Regions from separate parts of the Rattus norvegicus genome. Here region 2 is linked to region 1. The links are chromatin contacts, called in public Hi-C maps. All regions are on one chromosome and are shown on one strand. Each heading gives the region's core, a stretch centred on a gene start, on an enhancer-like site or on the middle of the called end of the contact. The rest is flanking DNA. Distances are from core to core; before and after follow the strand shown.

Region 1 (3,838 bases), core at 1,075-3,574:
TTGAATGAGAGGCAGAAATGAGGGCCGTGTGACGTGTTCACACACATTTTGTCGGTCTCCTAGCAGCTTCAATGGCTCTCTCTGTTCCCACCTCACTGATGAGCAGACACCAGCCTGCCCCATGTTGACGTGTGATGATGAGTGACCCAGCCAAGACCTCAACGTTTTAGGGTCTACAAGCCTTGGACACTATTCCCTGGTTTTCTGTAGTTCCTTAGCAGATGTAGAAACTGTTCTCACAGCCTTTTACGAAAGCCAAGGGTTGTTCTTGTCCTAAGCAGCTGGACCCAGAAAATGGGTAGATTTAGGTTTTTTCCTTTCTGCTCTTCAGCCCCATTAGCAGCCTCTTGGCCCCATCCATGCACTCTTTCAGTTAAAGTCTTAGACTGACAAGTGCTAGAACCCCGCCAAGTCACAAGACGTTGACATTGAGTCTTGTGTGTGTAGAGCATGCTGGCTGCTTCCCTTCATTGTAGAGATTTGGGAAAGTAAGAGCTGTGGGGTTTGGGTAAAATGCCTGAGCAAATTGAATGTGAAAACATGGTTGTGTCGGTGAGAACTGAGCAAGGCAGGAGGTGTGTGTACCTGGGCAATGAGGAAGTAAGCGAGAGAATGTGCGTAGGCGGCCCGTGTGCTTGGCACAAAAGAGGCCTTAGAGAGCTTGCTGGCTGGGACGGGCTGTGTAATTAAAACAGTTGAACAGATCTTATTAACAGCAGGGTGGTGTTCTCTGAAGGCCTACAGGGGAATGCAGAGAGAGTAAGAGAGCTGGAAATGTCTTTGGACACAAGGATTTTCACAAACAGGTAGGCTGAAGAGCATAGAGTCCAGGCAACAGTTCATAAATTTAAAAATGTGACTTTCTTTTATACAGTACTGGTCAAAGGAGGGATTCTAAATTTCGCAGACTAATGGATGTTACCCCACTGTAGAACACAGGACCAACGTTAATCTGTTATTTTCAATAATTGTGGCACTGGCCTTTTATGTTTGGCTCTCTGGCGAGACCTCCCACCGTTTATCCCTCTGCTGTTGGGGAGGAAAAAGTTAGGGAGAGGAAGACGCAATCAGAGATCCCTTCTCAGAGGTGTTTGAAGGTTTGAGGCCTTCAGCTCGGGACAGCTAAGGCAGGCTGACATATTTGTCCTGCACTCACTGACCATGTGCCCATGACAGTCCCTGGTGAGCACTGAACTCAGGGTGATCAATGAAGTGACAGGGAAATAAGGGTGACCTCTTTTATGGTGGAACTGAGTGGCCCCAGAGCACTGTCCAATGTCTGCTAAGAGAAAGACATGCCACTGAACGGGTCTCTAGGAAGTGATTTCGGCAACAGAGCCAAGGGATGAAAAGGAATATAGAGTGATGGGGGAGTTAGGAATGAGGGCTCCAGGCAGAAAGGAGAACCAACCGTTTGTTGGGCCTGTAGAGGAGGCCCTTGAATAGTGGTTCCCAACTTTCTGAATCCTGTGACCCCTTAGTCCAGTTCGTTGTGCCATGTGACCCCTAATCATGAATTATTTTCCTTGCTACGTAGCAGCTGCAGTTTTGCCGCCATTGGAGTCCTAAGTAAGTGTCTGATACACAGATGGTCTTAGGCCAGCCTGTGAAACAGTCATTCACCCCTCCCATGGAGGAGTCACAGCCGACAGGTTGAGAACCACTGCCCTAGAGTGCGGGGCGAGTTCAGCATTAGAGGGTCACCATGAAGGCAGTACAAAGGGCGCCTCCATTTCAGAAGCCTCTTGGAATCTCTGGATACGCCCCTGGGAAGTTTCCAGACGCTTAGGAGCACCCCACCCTAAGCCACTGCTTGCCACTTCCTGTTCCTATGGTTGTCCCTTGGTGAGGGGAATAAACAAAGGCTGGGAAAGCACTTGACAGGGGATCTGAAGCCAGCCCCTTTCAGGTGCCCCTGAGGGTGACAGTGGCTACCCTGCTATGAGAGGACACAGCTGCTTCTACTGCGGCTCACAGGGCCAGGGCGATGAGACCAGAGAAGGGGCACTGTGACAGACAGACAAGGTGGTTGGGTGGTTAACTCTAAAAAGAGAAGCCCACAAAGCTGGACTACAGCCTTCAAGGGAGTGGGGTGCACAGATTCCCACAGTCCAACCTCAGGAAGGTTGAGACCTCTGGTCAAAGGGGGGACAGTCCTGCACCCCCTTACTTGCAGACCCCACGAGCACCCCATTTACTATTGTACCTCCAGTTTCCACTTCCCGTTCTGTTTATTTGAAGTGCACTGCCTCCGCTTGGGAAGAAGTGAACTTAGACCTTGGAGCCTTGTTGGGGTGGGAGCTAAAAGGAAGTCCTGTGGAGCCCAAAAGTGTTGTGTCAACACTGGTTCTGAGCGTCTAATCTTTTACTACCTGTAGGGACAGGTGGATGGAGTTGTTGCTGGCAGGGAAGGCCAGATTCTTTCAAGGTTACGATTGTGCAATAGCGAATGCCTTTTGAAGCTGGGGGTGGGGGTGGTCAGAGCAGCAGCTCTCACGGCAGTGGGTCAGAGCAGCTCACAGCGCTCTTATACATGGGAGCTTATTCACTGGACTATCCCAGGTGATTTCTGAGCAGCACAGAGCATAGAGCACGTAAAGCTGGGTCTCCAGAGAGCAGCCATTACTCTTAGGCTAAGCATTTCTCTTCAGTGAGGAACCCCAACACCTTCTCTTTAGAGTTTTCCTGAGGTGCTAGTCTAAAGCACTTGCTTTAACAGCTCTTTTTAAACAGTGCCTTTGTTTAAATATCCAACGGGAAAGATGAGAGTAATTTTTCTCCATCCAATAAGAAGGGGCAGTAAGTGGCCCTCCACCAGGTTGCAACGGCAAGGCTGTGCTGAGCTTGCGTCTGGGACTGCAACCAGACAAGGGGAAGTTTGAGAAGTTGGAGGTATTTTTAGCTGATCAGGCCTGCTGTGAAACTGATCCCTCCCATAGTTCCAATGGGCGTGCTTTTCACTCTGAATGTGTTACCTACCGATTCAGACACCCATGAAGAGGGTATGCGTTGTTCAAGGGTGATTGAGAAGCAACTTTCAAACCCACATGTGCGGGCATGGTGTCCTGCATCCCTCCATTCTGCCAAGTGTGTGGTGTGACCAGAAACCCTTTTGCAGAGCTATGGTTTACTCCAAAAACTCTCCAAGGTGGAGGACTCCTGTTTCAAAACCATTGGTGCCTTCCCATTCATTCCTCTGTCTGCTTTGAGGCCCTGCTGGGGGAATGGTGGACCTGCTCAATACCTAAGCAACAAGGAGTTAACTCTAACGTTCTACGCATAAAGTACAACTCCTTAGGTGGTCGGGCAGGACCCTCCCTGGAACCTCTGGGCAGTCTCTAAGGTCACTTTCGATGGTGAGAGGACTCTTGCAAGTAACCAGAAAAGCATAAATTCCCACCTGAGGTTTTACTACCCTTTTTTATTTGCATGGTAGCTAGCCCTGCCGGCCACCCCAGCCTGTGGTACTGTGGAGTAGCGCTAGAAGAGGATCAGGAAGCTCTAAGCCCTGCCTCTTCCCCAACTGTCCACCTCTCCCCACATGTGGAATCCACAGCCCCACTGCTTCCAGACTAAGCTTTGAGCACACTGGAGTCGTACGTACATTATCTTCTTGTTCCCCCTCTGTGAAGTGCTAGAAGCCCTCCTCCCAGGTGGTTGTGCACTTGGGTGTGTGTGTGTGTGTGTGTGTGTGTGTGTGTGTGTGTGTGTGTGTGAAGGGCCTGCCTGGTGATTGGCCTTTTCTAGAAAGGCTAAGTCATAGATGCCTGTTCTAGGCGTGGAGTTCAGTTACTGTCCTCTCCCTCTCCAGACTGTTGCCAAGTGGCAGATACCAAGT
Region 2 (3,726 bases), core at 650-3,149, 250 kb before region 1:
GAGAAGAGCAGAAGAAGCTGGACTTGGGTTCCTCACCTGGAGAGGTTTCTCTTGTCTCCTGACAGACATGCACTGGTTCCTCAAGGCTCAGCTCACCACTCTTTGGAACTTTCCCTAAGACACCACTGTCTCTGACTCGGCCTCCTGTAAACCTGGTTTAGATATTTTCTCTCCCTTCCATCAACAGGCCATTAGATTGAAATGTTTAGAAGCATAAGCATTGGCTGCTTCCTCTTTAATCCTAGGAGCTGCTACTCAGTGAGTGTACTCAAAGCGTGAGCAGAATCCATGTTCCCCTCTCGTGAGAAAAAGTGACTTCAGTGAAGGAGAGAGATAGGGGAGTATCTTTATTGGCTTCCCTTCTAAGATTGGCAGAGATGAGCTGACCTCACAGTAGGGGCTAAAGGGAAGAGTAAATTAGCAACAAACAGTGCTGCCTAGCCCCTCAGCATCCTCACCCATGTCTTCTAGTGACTAATACATAGGTCTAATGCCACCCACAGAGTAGGCAGGCATGATGGCTTACACCTTTGAGCCCAGCACTGGGAAAACTGGCAGGCTGTGAGTTCACTATGAGTTCAAGGTCAACCTGGACTGAATATCAAGTGTCAGATCGGCCAACTCTACATAGAGAGACCCTGCCTCAAACAAACAAATAGATAAATAATAAAAATAAATAAAAAGGAGTCTGGGGAAACCTGGCAAGATCAAGTCAGAAGAAGAGGTAGTTGTACAGAGGAAGCTCACCCTGGCAAGTGGAAATGCATCATACAGCCTTTAAATCGATGGGTGGGGCCCAGATCTCAGAGTAAAATGTGTCAACATTTATGTGGTCTAAGTATAAAAGAGAAGGTAAGGATGAGAGAGAACTATGTCCCTCTCCTCATTTTACTTTTTTATCATATTAAAATCCCATAATGCTTATTACAAAGGCGAGCCCTGGTTCTCCTAGTGGGTTTGTGGGTAGGATTTCTGGTGGTGAGCACAGGCACCACAGCCCAAAAACTTTGAGTGTGTAAACCAAGGGTCCTGTCATAGTAGATGAGGATGTCTTTGATATCCTTCTTCCGAGCCTTGTCCACTTATTTCTTGTATCAGGCCACCATGGCTGTGGAGATGGACTGTCTGATAGAATAAATCTGGGCCAGATGACCACCACCCTTCACGCAGACCTGGATGTCCAGGCTAGCAGACTGCTTCTAGAGTTTGCCAATCCACCAGACTGGGAGACAGTTCACTTTAGCCAGGCCACTTCCCTGTTTGCAATACATTATAGCTGAAACGGCCCTTGCAGTGGACCCTGGGGCAAAAGGACTACAAGCCAAGGATGTGAAGGGCTCCATTCTTTACTTCAAAGGTCCCAGGTTAATTTACACCTACACCATTAAATTGTTTTATTATCTTCCTTTTCCACATGGAGAAAGTAGAGGATACAAGAATCAGAATTAGGAAGGAGTCCTGTTCCATAACAATGTAGAACTAAGATTTGAACTTGTCCCTTTGTTACTCCCAAGAGCTATTTTCCTGGTTTTTTTTTTTTTTTTTTTTTTGTGATAAGCATGTGTCACCGGGCCCAACTCCAAGAGCTTTTAAGAGACGCCTTTTAGCAGGATTGGACAATGAAGACCGATCCTTGCTTTAGCATGTGTAAGGTCCTAAGTTAGATTTCCAGTCCCCCCCCCCAATTGAATATTATTTGGACACTGTGGGTCCCATCTGACACTGGACAGTGTGGGAGGGATGGGAAAATGAGCCTTCATTCAGGGGACTACTTATCAAGGTTGAGAAGTTGACACATAGTTGCTGGCTGAATGACACAATGAAACAGGATTTTGGGAAAAGGGCTCCCGGAGAACTGGAGGAAGGGTCCAGTCAGCTTGCAGGGAATCCAGGGAACACGGGGAGGCAGCTCTGAGCTGTGTCTGGAGCAAGCCCAGGTGCTGGGACACTGCAGAGAAGGGAGTGTTATACTGCAGGGTGGAAGGGTTCAAACCAGTTCAGCCGAGTTCAGCTTGGGGCTGGGATAGTTGAAGGTGAAGGGGGGTGGGAAGGCGGAGCCAGATCACAGAGGCTTCTGCAGAAGAGTCTGAAGTAGGAATGGGGACTTATTGGGAGGTTTCTGAGTAGAGAAGACACCAATCCAATCAAAGCCTTAATTAAAGCACCCCCAAAGTGTTGTTGAATCCATCCTGACTCCTGTACACAAACTCACAAAGCAGAAAGATATAGGAAGTCAGTATTCTTAAGACAAAACCAATAACAACAACAAAACCCTGACAAAAACACAGAAGCCTGCTTGCTTCTGAGGAAAGACAGCCAAGTCCAGCCATCTTCCCTCTTCCACAGCCAGAATGGCCCCATTTTCCTGACTGGAGGTCATTCACCAAAAAAGCCCTAGGGCAACAAATTCAGTCCCTTCTCCCCTCAGAGAAAAAAAAAATTCCAGCTGGGAAATGACAGTCCCTCCCTCCCCTTCCTGTTGGGCGGTCAGCCCAGGGAAGCCTGCAGCCCTGTTCTCACCTCCGGGTACCAGACCCACTTGCTGGAGTGGGAACAGGATCCTGATGGCTTAATTGAGTTAAAAGGGAAAGTGCGGGTCCTCTAAAAGCCTCCTCGATGGCTTCAATGGCATCGGAGAGGCACTCAGGGCTCTGAAAAACCTTGTGGTGGCAGTCTCGGTCCCTGGGCTAGGGAAAAGCATAGTGAATTTCCCATAGTGCAGAATTCAGGAGCACTGAGAGCCAGCTGCCCTAGCCGGCACAAACGGCTTGTTTACATTTTTTCTCTTGGGCTCAAACCCATCTATTTAAACTTTAACCAGTGGCAATTACAAACCCAGGAAAGCCAGACATGGCAGCCTGCACAGGACGCGAGGCGAGTCGGATGCCAGCAGTCTGGCCCTGAGTCCCAGGGAAGAGAGGAGTATTTTGAGACAGGGGTCGAGGAAGAGCACAGAGAACGGAAAGTAAAAGGTATCCCTTAGGGGCTGGTCCTCAGAAGCGGCACAGAGAAGACTAGGGTAGAGGCAGCAGGGCAGGCTAGTAACAGTGCTCTCGGAAACCTGTCACCCTTCCAGGATCCCAAAAGCCTACTCACTGTGACCCTGAGCTTGCCATATTCCTTTTGCCTAGGCTGAGAATGGCACCTTTCTCCGTCTATCCAAATACCAAGGTGCTTTGGGGTTTTCTCTGGTTCCTAGGCCGCCCTTTTCTTACTGAGCTCTGGTTTAGTGAGAGGGGAAGCTCTGGTTTAGAGAGAGTGTGTATGGGGCGGGAAGGGTGAGGGGGGAGCAGCTCCAGAGGCCTTTTTGGTAAGGATTCTAGCCTCATTCATGAGGACCCTGGCCTCAAGACCTAATAAACACCTTTGTTTCCTTCCTGGGTCAAAGTGCACTTATCTGCCCAGGGGTTGGGAGCTAAGGGAGGCTGTCCTCCAGAAAAGGCAAGCAAATTTTCCTGGCAAATCTCCCCTGGGAGCCTTGATGAGCAGCCTAGTGGTCTAGGGTATGCTCAGTTTGGTAGAGGGACCCACTAATACCTAGAGGGAATTCTTCTGCTGGCTTCATATGGGCGAATCCTATGAGCCCGTGCAAAGACACAGAACTACAGCTTCAAAGTGGATGTTTTATACTGAATTCCAGGTGTCTGGCGGGCTGGTCAATGGGGCCAATTTCTGATATAAGAATTTGAGAAACAAGACACACCTTTAATCCCAGCACTTGGGAGC

The links. A called contact is a pair of places that touch in the nucleus more often than the background predicts.
Region 2: a contact with region 1 is called in a Hi-C map of liver, with 3 times the contacts expected there. The contact joins two enhancer-like sites. A contact is called at or near these places in 4 of 12 Hi-C or Micro-C datasets (frontal cortex, kidney and liver).

What each region holds. Positions count from the first base shown.
Region 1 is chr4:60,630,832-60,634,669 of GRCr8, reverse strand. No RefSeq gene overlaps it. Among named protein-coding and RNA genes, the nearest start is that of Mir29b1, 14 kb to the right of the region's middle. Within about 2 kb of position 2,324, at least 27 of the 93 cell types and tissues checked have an H3K27ac peak or open chromatin away from gene starts, as enhancers often do. A contact at or near this core is called in kidney and liver, where this site is marked.
Region 2 is chr4:60,882,749-60,886,474 of GRCr8, reverse strand. No RefSeq gene overlaps it. Among named protein-coding and RNA genes, the nearest start is that of Mkln1, 85 kb to the left of the region's middle. Within about 2 kb of position 1,899, at least 23 of the 93 cell types and tissues checked have an H3K27ac peak or open chromatin away from gene starts, as enhancers often do. A contact at or near this core is called in kidney and liver, where this site is marked.